2 separate regions of the Rattus norvegicus genome follow, and region 1 is linked to region 2. Evidence: chromatin contacts called from public Hi-C data. All regions are on one chromosome and are shown on one strand. Each heading gives the region's core, a stretch centred on a gene start, on an enhancer-like site or on the middle of the called end of the contact. The rest is flanking DNA. Distances are from core to core; before and after follow the strand shown. Region 1 has its middle 68 kb from the start of Fbxo4. Region 2 has its middle 97 kb from the start of Ghr.

The links. Hi-C and Micro-C count contacts between places; a contact is called where the count stands out from the background.
Region 1: a contact with region 2 is called in a Hi-C map of liver, with 4 times the contacts expected there. The contact joins two enhancer-like sites. A contact is called at or near these places in 8 of 12 Hi-C or Micro-C datasets (the Rat2 cell line, Schwann cells, frontal cortex and 4 more).

Annotation. Positions count from the first base shown.
Region 1 is chr2:54,844,793-54,850,621 of GRCr8, forward strand. No RefSeq gene overlaps it. Among named protein-coding and RNA genes, the nearest start is that of Fbxo4, 68 kb to the right of the region's middle. Within about 2 kb of position 4,164, at least 5 of the 93 cell types and tissues checked have an H3K27ac peak or open chromatin away from gene starts, as enhancers often do. A contact at or near this core is called in liver, where this site is marked.
Region 2 is chr2:54,526,084-54,532,155 of GRCr8, forward strand. It overlaps a transcript of Ghr not described here. Among named protein-coding and RNA genes, the nearest start is that of Ghr, 97 kb to the left of the region's middle. Within about 2 kb of position 1,943, at least 1 of the 93 cell types and tissues checked has an H3K27ac peak or open chromatin away from gene starts, as enhancers often do. A contact at or near this core is called in liver, where this site is marked.

The DNA of each region.
Region 1 (5,829 bases), core at 2,914-5,413, 320 kb after region 2:
GTGTAGCATTGCTTGTGGATTCCACCAATGGAATGCTCTTGCTTTTCAAGTATAAAAATATCTATGGTATAGTTTTGTTTTTAAAAACGAAGTCTATTATAAAGACAATGGAAGCGTAAATTGGTCCAACAAAGAATTAACTATCCATTAGCTGGAGGCAGAAACCAACTCTGCATTGAAATTCTTCTCATCGCCCATCTCCTGAACATGAGATAGGTAAATTGGGACTCAGTCCTGACTTCCTTGTTTGCCCAGGAAAGTTTCCTCAATTATAAAACGTATCCATAGATCATATTTACTTAATATATAGATATTAAGTAACAAACTTGAGGACTAGAGACAACACGAAGTTCTGATTCTGGGTAGTTTTTTAGCGTGCCCTTTGGCGCGGTACATCATAGCTTAAATATTCTGCCTCCATTCAGCTGCAACTCCCTACAGGTCACAGGGGCTGAGAATGGAGTCACTTCTTAGGAAGTTGTTGGTTTGTTCTCATTTTTGCTGTTGCTGTTATTGCTGTTTTTGAAATAATGAAAATAAGAGTTCATGATAAGAGTGAGGGGAAATTCACCCCATAATAAACATCACATTTTTAAAGTTAACATGAGACACAGGAGTGCAAACAGAGGTCTATTTTGCAAATGTTTCATCTTCCGACTTTGACCTGCAGTTTCAGCAGATGCGAGGCAAAGGAGGACCACATTAATCACCCTGATGGTTTCCCATCATGGTCCCGTTTGTGTCCACTGTCACCTACCACAACCAGCACCAAGGAACAGCCATTCTTTATTCTTTCTCAATTTTTATTTGAAGATTATTTGGTAAGCATTTTCACAGAAAACCGTTGTGATGTATTTTTATAAATCTTTGACAGGATCATTGATTTATTATCATATGTTCTTTTCTATTCCCTATAATACAGCTTCTAAGTCTTGGTATATTTCACATACATTTTGACATAATGTAGCTAACTGGTTAGAGTATTTTATATACAGTAAAGTGTCTGCTTATGTGGTCATTCACATTGACATTTTAGAAACACAACGGGGGATTCTTGGTATGAGATAAAACACATTATAATTTTATTTCCTTAGCACAGAAGTTAACAAGGTATGAGCCAGGGTTTCCATGTAGAGCTTCTGACTTTTAGAAATTATTTGCTGATATTCAGAGGAGAAGCCAGGAATCGTGAATGGTAAAAATGATACAACGGTAACAGCTGGACTCTGATTTCATGAAACTGATTGAAAGGGACTCAGAGCAGAAGCACAAATGTCCCAAGCACTGGGAGCAGTTAAACTATGACATTTACATGAAGACGTAATGAGATATGAGATATCTCACATGAGTATGATATATTGGTATGAGATAAAAGAGGCAGGCCCCACCTGGGAAGTTAGAATTCAGGAATTTACTGATAAACAATGGAGCATTAGTTATATCTTTTTAAAAGAGTAATCTGTAGTACTATGTCCAATTTTATGAGAAACTGCCAGACTGATTTCCAAAATGGTTGTACCAGTCTGCAATCCCACCAACAGTGGAGGAGTGTTCCTCTTTCTCCACATCCTCACCAGCATCTGCTGTCACCTGAGTTTTTTATCTTAGCCATTCTGACTGGTGTGAGGTGGAATCTCAGGGTTGTTTTGATTTGCATTTCCCTGATGACTAAGGATGTTGAACATTTCTTTAGGTGTTTTTTAGCCATTCGATATTCCTCAGTTGAGAATTCTTTGTTTAGTTCTGTACCCCATTTTTAAATAGGGTTATTTGGTTCTCTGGAGTCTAACTTCTTGATATATATACATATAATATATATATTAGATATTAGTCCTCTATCAGATGTAGGATTGGTAAAGATCTTTTCCCAATATGTTGGTTGCCATTTTGTCCTATTGACAGTATCCTTTGCCTTACAGAAGCTTTGCAGTTTTATGAGGTCCCATTTGTCTATTTTTGATCTTAGAGCATAAATCTATGGTGTTCTGTTCAGGAACTTTTCCCCTGTGCCCATGTGTTTGAGGATCTTCCCCACTTTTTCTTCTATTAGTTTCAGTGTTTCTGGTTTTATGTGGAGGTCCTTGATCCACTTGGACTTCAGCTTGTTCAAGGTGATAAGAATGGATCAATTTGCATTCTTCTACATGCTGACCTCCAGTTGAACCAGCACCACTTGTTGAAAATGCTATCTTTTTTTCCACTGGATACTTTTAGCTCTTTGTCAAAGATCAAGTGACCATAGGTGTGTGGATTCATTTCTAGGTCTTCAATTCTATTCCATTGATCTGCCTGCCTGTCTCTATACCAATACCATACAGTGTTTATCACTATTGCTCTGTAATACTGCTTGAGGTCAGGGATGGTGAGTCTCCCAGAAGGTCTTTGTTGAGAATGGTTTCACTATCCTGGGTTTTTTGTTATTCCAAATGAATTTGCAAGTTGCTCTTTCTAACTCTATGAAGAATTGGGTTGGAATTTTGATGGGGATTGCATTGAATCTGTAGATTGCTTTCTGCAAGATGGCCATTTTTACAATATTATTCCTGCCAATCCATGAGCGTGGGAGAACCTCCCATCTTCTGAGATCTTCTTTGATTTCTTTCTTCAGAGATTTGAAGTTCTTAGCTGAAGGGGTTTACAACCCCACAGGAAGAATAACAATATCAACCAACCAGAACCACAGAGCTCCCAGGGACTAAACCACCAACCAAAGAGTACACATGGAGGGACCCATGGCTCCAGCCACACATGTAGCAGAGGATGGCGTTGTCAGGCATCAATGGGAGGGGAGGCCCTTGGTCCTGTGAAGGCTTAAAGCCCCAGTGTAGGGGAATGCCAGGGCAGGGAGGCAGGCGGGAGGGGGTGGGTGGGTGAGCACTTTCATAGAAGCAGTGAGAGGGGGAATGAGATAAGGGGTTTCCAGAGGAGGAAACCAGGAAAGAGGATAACATTTGAAATGTAAATAAAAAAAGAAGACAACAATAAAAAAGAGTAATCATAAAAGCTTACTTGGGTGATGTAAAAAGAATGTCAAAAGTATCCAAATGTCACCCTATAATTAGAAACCAGGTATAAATATGGAAGGGGAAGGGGGTGAAATAACAATAAAGATGTCTGAAAAAAATCATAAGGGGTCATACTATTACGTATCTACTTAAAATACCTATAATACAAGTTAAATGAAATTTTCCCATGTGGGCAAACAATGATCCCTCCAAGAGCCACATACTATCTAAAAACAACAGCAGAAGGAGGCATGAGAAGGCCTCTTCTGAGTAGTTGATTAGGATTGTCCAAAAAAACTCCCAGAAGATTTCCAAAACATGCAGGCTGTTGCTGTTGTCCTTGGTTGTCATCAGAGGTGGAAGGGTAGCCCCTATGGCAGAAGACATGCACTTAAGACGCAGGGCCCAGTGGTCCCTGAGCTGAAATAACCTGAAAGCCTTCTCCCTCAGGACTATCCTTCATGGCAGGAGAAACTGCCATACAAGCTTCCAAAGGACAGCGTAACCAGAAGCCCTACCCAGCTATGATGCTCTGAACGATTGCTGTATGAGTATCTTGATGTAACCATCTGCTCTATAATTAGGCATAAGACCTGCTCAATAGGAGGGAAACTGTATCTGGTACTGGAAACCTATCCACTACCCTGGAACATTGAAGTCTTCAGTCTTGAAAGAGAATCTGTAACTGCCACTTTACTAAACCAGTTTAATCCCTAACTACATTCTAAATATCTGTCCTTATGGCCACAAATGAGTGTTTTCTCCCCTCTCATCAAAGAAACGTCTCTCTGCAGCAGACAAATTACAGAACCACAACCAATCACGATGCAAAGTTGTGGAACCCAGCACCAATAGATAATCCCACACCTAAGACTGGGGATCCTTGTGGAAGACGAAGCACAAATTTTGTGAGAGAAACAGGGAGCCTGCTTTGTAATTCTGTCTCCTAGGAATGTCAGAAGCTACACTCATGAAGTCTCACCGGTAGGACTGCTTTAGCGTGAGCTAAGCAAGGGCAGTAATAACAGACATGCTGAGCACGGGCTGAGCACGGGCTGAGCACGGGCTGAGCACGGGCTGAGCACGGGCTGAGCACGGGCAGAGGTCACGCAGGAGGCCTCAGCCCACACAAAGAGCTACAAGTAACGAAGAATGCTGCTGAGAGCTGATAGTGGAAGGAATAGTCTTTCCAGGGAAGAACACACTATATGGTTATCCAGAACCACATGGATAGCCCTGAAAACATTCATGCAAATAGTGTTATACATGCTGGGAATGTTGTCATTTATGTATTTAGGGAACACACACATAATTTTAATTGATATATACAACATATATCAATTATATATTTAATTTATATATATCAATTAAAACTGTGTGTTCCATAGATACATACTTTTTTGATTAATTGATATATTGATATCACACACACACACACATAATCAATTAATAAGAAAAAATAGGCCATGAATTTGAAAGAGTATATGAGAGGATTTTGGGAGGATAAAGAGGAAGTGGGAATGTCATAATTATACTATAATTTCAAAAAGAAATATTTAAAAAAATCTACGTAGAACTTAAGTGTAGCTTCTTTGAAATAAAGAGACGAAAGATGCAGTTAAAAATCCTCAGGTGCCCCCTACTGGTGAGAAAAGGGGATACACGAGGGAAAGCATTCTGTCAGTAGTCTACTCAGCTAAGATAAATGCATGGAAGAAAAACCGCTTACTAGAAATGAAACAAAGCCCAACATATATTCAGACAGTGACATTTAACGATTAGCAGTGCTATCCTTTGCACCGTGGAAAGTATGTAATAAAAATAAATCATAAAAGAAATCATTTCTAACCGTTAAAGAGTCAGGATCCAAGGGAAGGAAATTAAGTGTATAAACATCTGAAAAAAACACCATTTCAAACGTCTGCAAATGGTTTTTAAATGTTTAATATCTTTTCACATCAATTAGTTTTCACAATAAACTCGGATAAGGCTAGTTTAGGTCATTGTCTTGGCAGAGAAGCAAACTCCTCTCGAAAGGTAAGGCAAGAGTACACATGAAGAACCAATTGGTGAGCTCCCAAAAGATACGCCCACATCCTTACAGACCTGAGCTCTAGCTACAAACCTTAGTAAGACAGTCATTCCTCCAGATGGTGAGTGATCAGTGGAAAGGAGCCTCGGTCTCCCTACATATGATCAGGGGGCTAAGGCTGGACACCAAAGTGAAAGGCAATCAGCCTAAAGTTAAAAGCTGAGCTACCCTCGGGAGCTGAACAGAAAACCACCCAGGAGCCTGGTTTCCACCTGCTATAGCCCAGGGAGAGACAGAGCAGTGGCGGCAGCCATGGAGAGCAGAAGGACTCCCTCCCAACAAGCCGAAAGACTCAGGGAACAGGGAGCCCACTTCAGACAGCAAGGCTTACCTGGAAAGCCATCCTCAGTGGTTAGGAGTCAAGCTCCTACGCTGAAAATAGCCCTGGAGTTAGAAAGCCCAGAGTAGAAAGGGCGACACTGGACGGACTGTAATACCTGATCTCAAATTACACAATAAGCTCATAGTGACAAAGGCATGTGACGGAAACAGACACATAGACTAATGGAGTTGAATAAAGGACCAGAAATAAAATCACACAGCTTCAGCCATCTAACTTATTGATAAAAATGACAAAAACACACATTAGAAAAACTGTCTTTAAAACAAATTTTATATCCACATAACTTAAAACTAAGTTCCTATCCTCTTTCAATCTACCACCAATGTCTGTTTAGTTTCCCCTTATTCTGATTTAGATTTGAGCATCCTCCCTTAGAACCTCCTGATTAC
Region 2 (6,072 bases), core at 693-3,192:
AAAATACTCAACTCCACACAACCAAACTTAAAACTTCATGGTTATGATGGGGTGTATGAAGGTCCAGTCTAGTTATACCTAAGGGGCTAGAGAGGTGTTTCAGCAATTAAGAGCACGTGCACTATTCCAAAGGACTGAACAAATCCATGGAGGCCATAACTGGATGTGATTCTAGTTGAGAGGTCAGTCCCTCTTAGGATCTCTGTGATCATCAAGTACCCATGTGGTGTACAGTCTTACATGCAGGCAAGACACCCATATACATAAAAATAATTTTTAATAAAATATAATATTAATGTCTCCATACTGCTTGAACTTGTAGATGTTTTGAAGTTCTGTGGGAAGGATTCTCTTTGGGATGCTTGTCATCAAGTGCTGTCATTGAACTAAGGAACTCAAACAAAAATTCATAATGTACTTAGATTCCAGGTATTATCATTATCTACATTTCTTTGCCCCAGACTATCTCTGGACACTCCTGTTATCTCAATTGCTCAGTATGTCTTCCTACTACTAAGGCAAAGCCATCAATGGAATATTTATTTAGCGTCTGTGAAAAGTCAGATATCACTTGGGCAGTATCTTTCAGAAAGATAAGATACAACAGTTTTAATGTGAGAGATATCATTTCTCTTCATTCTCTGGCTTCTTGTTTTAATATCTTTTATTTGCTCAATATAAACATGGTATATATTTTCAGCTATCATGACCTTCTTCAAGGATTCTGGTACTTTTCTCTATCCTTATGGGATGATAACTTTGAATATATATAATATTTACAATTCATCATTCTTCTATCCTTTACCAGGCAATTTTTCCCTTTGTTTTGCCAAATTGACATTTTCCAGGCTAAAAAGCACATAGCTTGAAGGTCCCTGGAAAGGCAACTGACAGGACAAATCCTGAGTCATCACACTGCCCAAGACCAAAGTTGACTTTCTGACAATTAGAAAGGAAAATTGAAGTTTGAGCTTATCAGCCATCATCCAAGTCCAGATGGGCTTACAGCATCAGATATCACAAGAGCTTTAAGCAAGCGAGGGACCTGCTTATGACTCCGTTCTGCATAGCTCCATTCTGCTTTCCCTTACAATGACAACACCAGAGGAGAAAAGTGGACATGATTCTTAATACACTAACTACATTTTCAAAGCAAAATAATAAAGAGTTGTTTGACAAATGAATTGTTATAAGTCTCTCATACGTTACAGGAACTAAAATAAAACGTCTCTTTTAAGATTTTTTTAATGAAAATCTTTCTTTTACATGTTTTGCTTTATTTTCTAAACTAGTGAAGAAACAATCAAGTGATTATTGTATCAAATATGTTTATGGAGCACAGTAAGTTGTTCCTTGCTGGAAGGTTCATAAAAATGCACCTTCAGTTTGTGGACAATTCTGAGCAGGTGGCAAGGAGATTGATAATTTGTTGAGAAGCCCAAGACCTCAAACCAATCACAGCAGACCTCAAACCAATCACTGTATGAGCCACTGATGCTAAAGATCCTATGCAGAAATACAAGGTAGACCTTACTATATTCTCAGGGGAGGAAAGTAAGTTCCAGAGGAGCTCATCATCACCATTTGAGTGGTAAATTCCCAGTCAATGAGCCCTAAAGGGTTTGCTTTTTTAACCCCACCCTTTTTCACACATAAGTCAGCTTTCCCATCTCACAGCAAGGTTGCTTAGACCTTAGAAATCATGAGTAGCAGAACACTCATCTAATTCCCAGCTAGACGTACTGCAGGATATGGGGACCTAATTGCCTACGGATGTTAGAGTATAGCTTCTAATGGAGACCGAGCACTTTAGTGTTGCCTGGGACATTAGCAAGCCATTTACCTCCTGAGTAAAAAGTGAGTTGTTGATTTAGTCATGTCCTCTACCTGCGTCTCAAACCCCGTTGCCAAAGGAAGCATTTCTGTCCAGTGTACTTTCACCTCATTTGGGGCCAGATGGCACACTCTATGGGACTCGGGCAGAACAAGCCTTCAATAAATGTTTGATTGCCATTAGTGACTCACGATCATGAAAGCAGACACAATAAGGTCCATGAAAGAAATACATCCTAGTCAGAACCTGTCTGCAACACACAGCTGCAACTCGCTGATCTTCAGAAAATCCTAATCCTGTCATTTTCTTGGTAGGTACACTCCTTCATAGGGAGGGAAAGTTAAGGAGCTATCTACATAGCATATAAAATTATATTTATTTCTCTTATTACACTTTGTATGAAGTAATAGCAAGTGTGGGCTTGAGGAACCCGTGAGATGGTTACAACATTGACTATAGATTCATAGTAATCTGAAAAGAACATATTGTTGTCTCCCTTATAGGGTTGAAATTAGTTAATGGTATAAAGAGACGGCTGATTAAACACCATAGATGTTAAACTGTCTTTATAGATAGAATGTATAAAACCAAGAGTTCCTAATCTGTGTTTTGGGCAAAATATATTAATTAGGGGCAGAGAGAATGGGGAACTTGAGGCAAATTGTTCATAACAGAGAAGGGTAAGGTTCGATGGTGGTAAGAAAGACTCCTAGGACAGGTAACAAAAATTTAAGGGAAAGAGCACAGGGCTTCCAAATATAGAAAGATTTCTAAACAACAGGAAGGAAAATTAGATTCAATCGAAGAATAGGAGAATAGGGAATTTTTAAAAGTTGATTTGGTACGAGGTTGAATTTTCTCCAAAGAAAGTTCTAGAATTGATTGGCCAGGGAGAAGGTGAGGTTGCAATTCACTATTTCTAGGAGGCGATAGACTAGCTATTGAAGTGGAGAGTCACACACTACCGAACGTTACCTTTGAAGTAGTTATCGAGCTAAGCAGCTCTATTATTGGGTATAAGATTGTCACTATAGCAGTTCCAGGTGGGGAAAGCATCACTTTCTAAAAAGGGCATTCTGCCCTGCTTACACATCAGGCTGAGGGGTTGACTTTAGTCTTATCAAACTCAAATTCTCACCAACTCTAACTTAAGTGCTCATAGCATTCAAATCATGGCTACATCAGGGTAGCTCCCCCCCCCCCCCTTCATGCCGGGGTTTGACCCTAGTGCCTTACACTTACTATGTGCTCATTCTCTGCTACACCCAGCCTTCTTTTATAAAGAAAATTGTGTTTGTATAGCCACACACACCAAGGAGCAGAAGTATTTCCATTATTGACATATTTAAAGATGCAGTCTTGAAGAGCAAGCACACATCACTTCTTGGTCTTTTTGGCTGAGACTGAGTTTAAAGCAACCGGACCTCCAAAATTATGTCATTTGCTGGTGGAAACTGCTAAGAAGCTTAATCCTCTGGTTAGTAGATTTTTACAAGTAGAGACCACGTTTTGTTGTAAGTTAAACAATCTGGTGTCCCATATTCCCTCATATCACTCAGATTTATCTGTACATTAACAATGCTTAGCAGCAGATAGCCAAAAAGGCTGGCCAAGTTGGAACAACTTCAAGATCTGTTTCCACACTGGGGTGTTTCGTGCACTTGGCAGAAGCAGGCTGCAACTGTAGCTTCATTTATTACGCTGTGCTATAAACATTATGTCCTGAGCTAACAAGACACTCCACATGACGGTCCCATAGGTTACCAAGCACTGTAAACATCTGTTAAAACGGGCGCCAGAGACAGCATAGTCAAGGCCTGTAGTGTCCATTGGAAAGTGGTTTATGAGGTGCAGTCTACTGTTTAAAAATGAATAATCAAAAACACAGCCGCAAACCCTGGCTAAAACAAATATTTGCCAGGCAAAGTTAGGCTCATTTTGAAACACTATGTGGTAATGCCCTCACGTCACCACTGTAGTCACAGACTCGTTTCACACCTTGCTCATTGAGCCTTGGTCTTCCACGGTATTCAGGAGACCATAACTGTAATCTCACTGTGATCTATTTACTCCCAAAAGAAAAAGAAGGGACATTTGAGTATTGATTGACCGATTTCTTTTCCCTCTAGATCAATGTGAAGACAAAATTTATAAGGACAGAAGAAGGCAATGAAGAACTCATAGGGCTTTGTAATCCACAGATGACAATTGCCCAGAGTTTCTTGGCAAGCAGGCAGCCTTCTAGTCCATCCAGAGGTCTATCTGGAGGGGAAATGAGTGTCTGGAGCCCTCTTGGCATCTGATCTCAGAACAGAGCTTTGCTTTTCTCAAAGGAGAGAGAATTTTCCAGCTACAGCATATACATACATTCTTGCATACATGCATAAGTACATAATACATATATGTGTGCACAGCATATATATGTATATTACATACATATATAATACACATGTATATTATGTATGTATACTATATACACATTCAATGCCAATGCATACATACCTATATAATATATACATTAATATGCATATATAATATATAATCTTTGTTTTCTGTTATTTTACTTCATTTCCATGTAACATTTTAATCTGTGAAAATATTTCAGTAGCTGTCCCCTCAAGAATAACAGAAACCTCCTGTAATCCATGTAGGACGCAGCCTAGAGTACTCGTTGCTACTGCACACCCAGTTTCTGTAGGAAGAGGTAAGCGCTGTCTCAGCCACATCCGGGGAGTTAAGGAGTAAACACTCCTGACTGAGACCTCTATTATTCCCTTGGACAGGAACAGCAGCATCCTGAGAGACACACAGATCCACAGTGAATCTGCTCTGGTCTCTCAAATTCTGTAACCACACATGCACGCATCTCCTAGATGTGCAAATGCCCTCCCATTCAGCTTTCCTGAGAGCTCCAGAAACCACCATTTCCAGTCTTCAGACCTTCCAGGGCAGGGAAGTTAGGTGTTTTTAAGTCCAGGAAATTTATTCCTATTCGGGAGCAGCTGTGTCTCCCCAACTCTCTCACTTCCCATTACCTTTCCCTGTCTGGCCAAGATCTCATGAAGATACAAACAGCAGGCAGCATCTCTATGGTTTCTTTCTCTCTCTCAACACCCTGTTTCAAGAGACCAACACACCTCCCAGTGCGCTCCCACACACGCATGCAAACACACACAGCACATATATACTGTACACCCCTTCAGCACAAACACCAGAGCTACACCACGGAACCCTGCAGCCTGGTCAGAGCCGACTTACTCCCCGGTGCTATATATAAAGTTCTTGCCCAGAAATAGATTTCCCCACGCACCCACAAGTGGATAGTCCTATCCTACACCCTCTGCTTGCTGCCAGCTCTCTCTCTTTCTCTCCAGACATGCTTCTACCGGACTCACCCGCTCAGCGCTCAAGACTCTGCAGTTCCATCAGAACTTTGAGCCTGGTTGATTTCATAATCACGAGTGTGTCCAGAGCTGAGGACAGTTTGGCTTGCCACAATTTCCACCCACCCCAGTTCATGGAGACTGGTGGCAGTGACTCTACTGACGCCAGCTCTTTGCGGCTGCAGCCTGCACAGAGGTGCAAAGGCAGCGCGCTGCAGGGGTCCTGTGCTCACAACCCACCTTCCAGAGTCCCTGGGATCATTACACCCGGGAACTCGCTTCAGACAGCAGCCTTTACAGTCCTTGCTCCAGGTTGGCAGGCAGAGGATGGCAAACACACTCGCGAAACTTTTAAGACTAACAAAACTGTCTTAGGAAGAAACCTCTCCTTGCATCTCACAACCTGGTTGGAGCAGGCTCCAGGTTGGGACGGTTAGCCTGCTGCCCCCAATTCCTTGTCGCCCCCATTAACTTTCAGCTTCACATAGCACCAAGAGCAAATTACACACACACACACACACACACACACACACACACACACACACACACACACGCACGCACTCTTTTCCAGGACATGGATCAGGTTACACCAACCCATCAGCAGAAAACAACTTTTGAGAAGGGAATACAACCCACCCTAAACTCATCAAAAAATAAAATATTATCCGGGCAAATATATAAAAGTGATCCCCCCTCATTTTCATAAGCAATTGGCATGCCCGAGTCTACTCCCAGGTCTCCTGGAACCAAGTGAGGGAAATAAGAGCTGGACTCCCGAAGTCCCCCTCCTGTACCTCGGAGCTTCGCCTTGGGAGACAGAGCGCGGGTTCGCGTCCGCTTGGGGGCTGCTGGAGC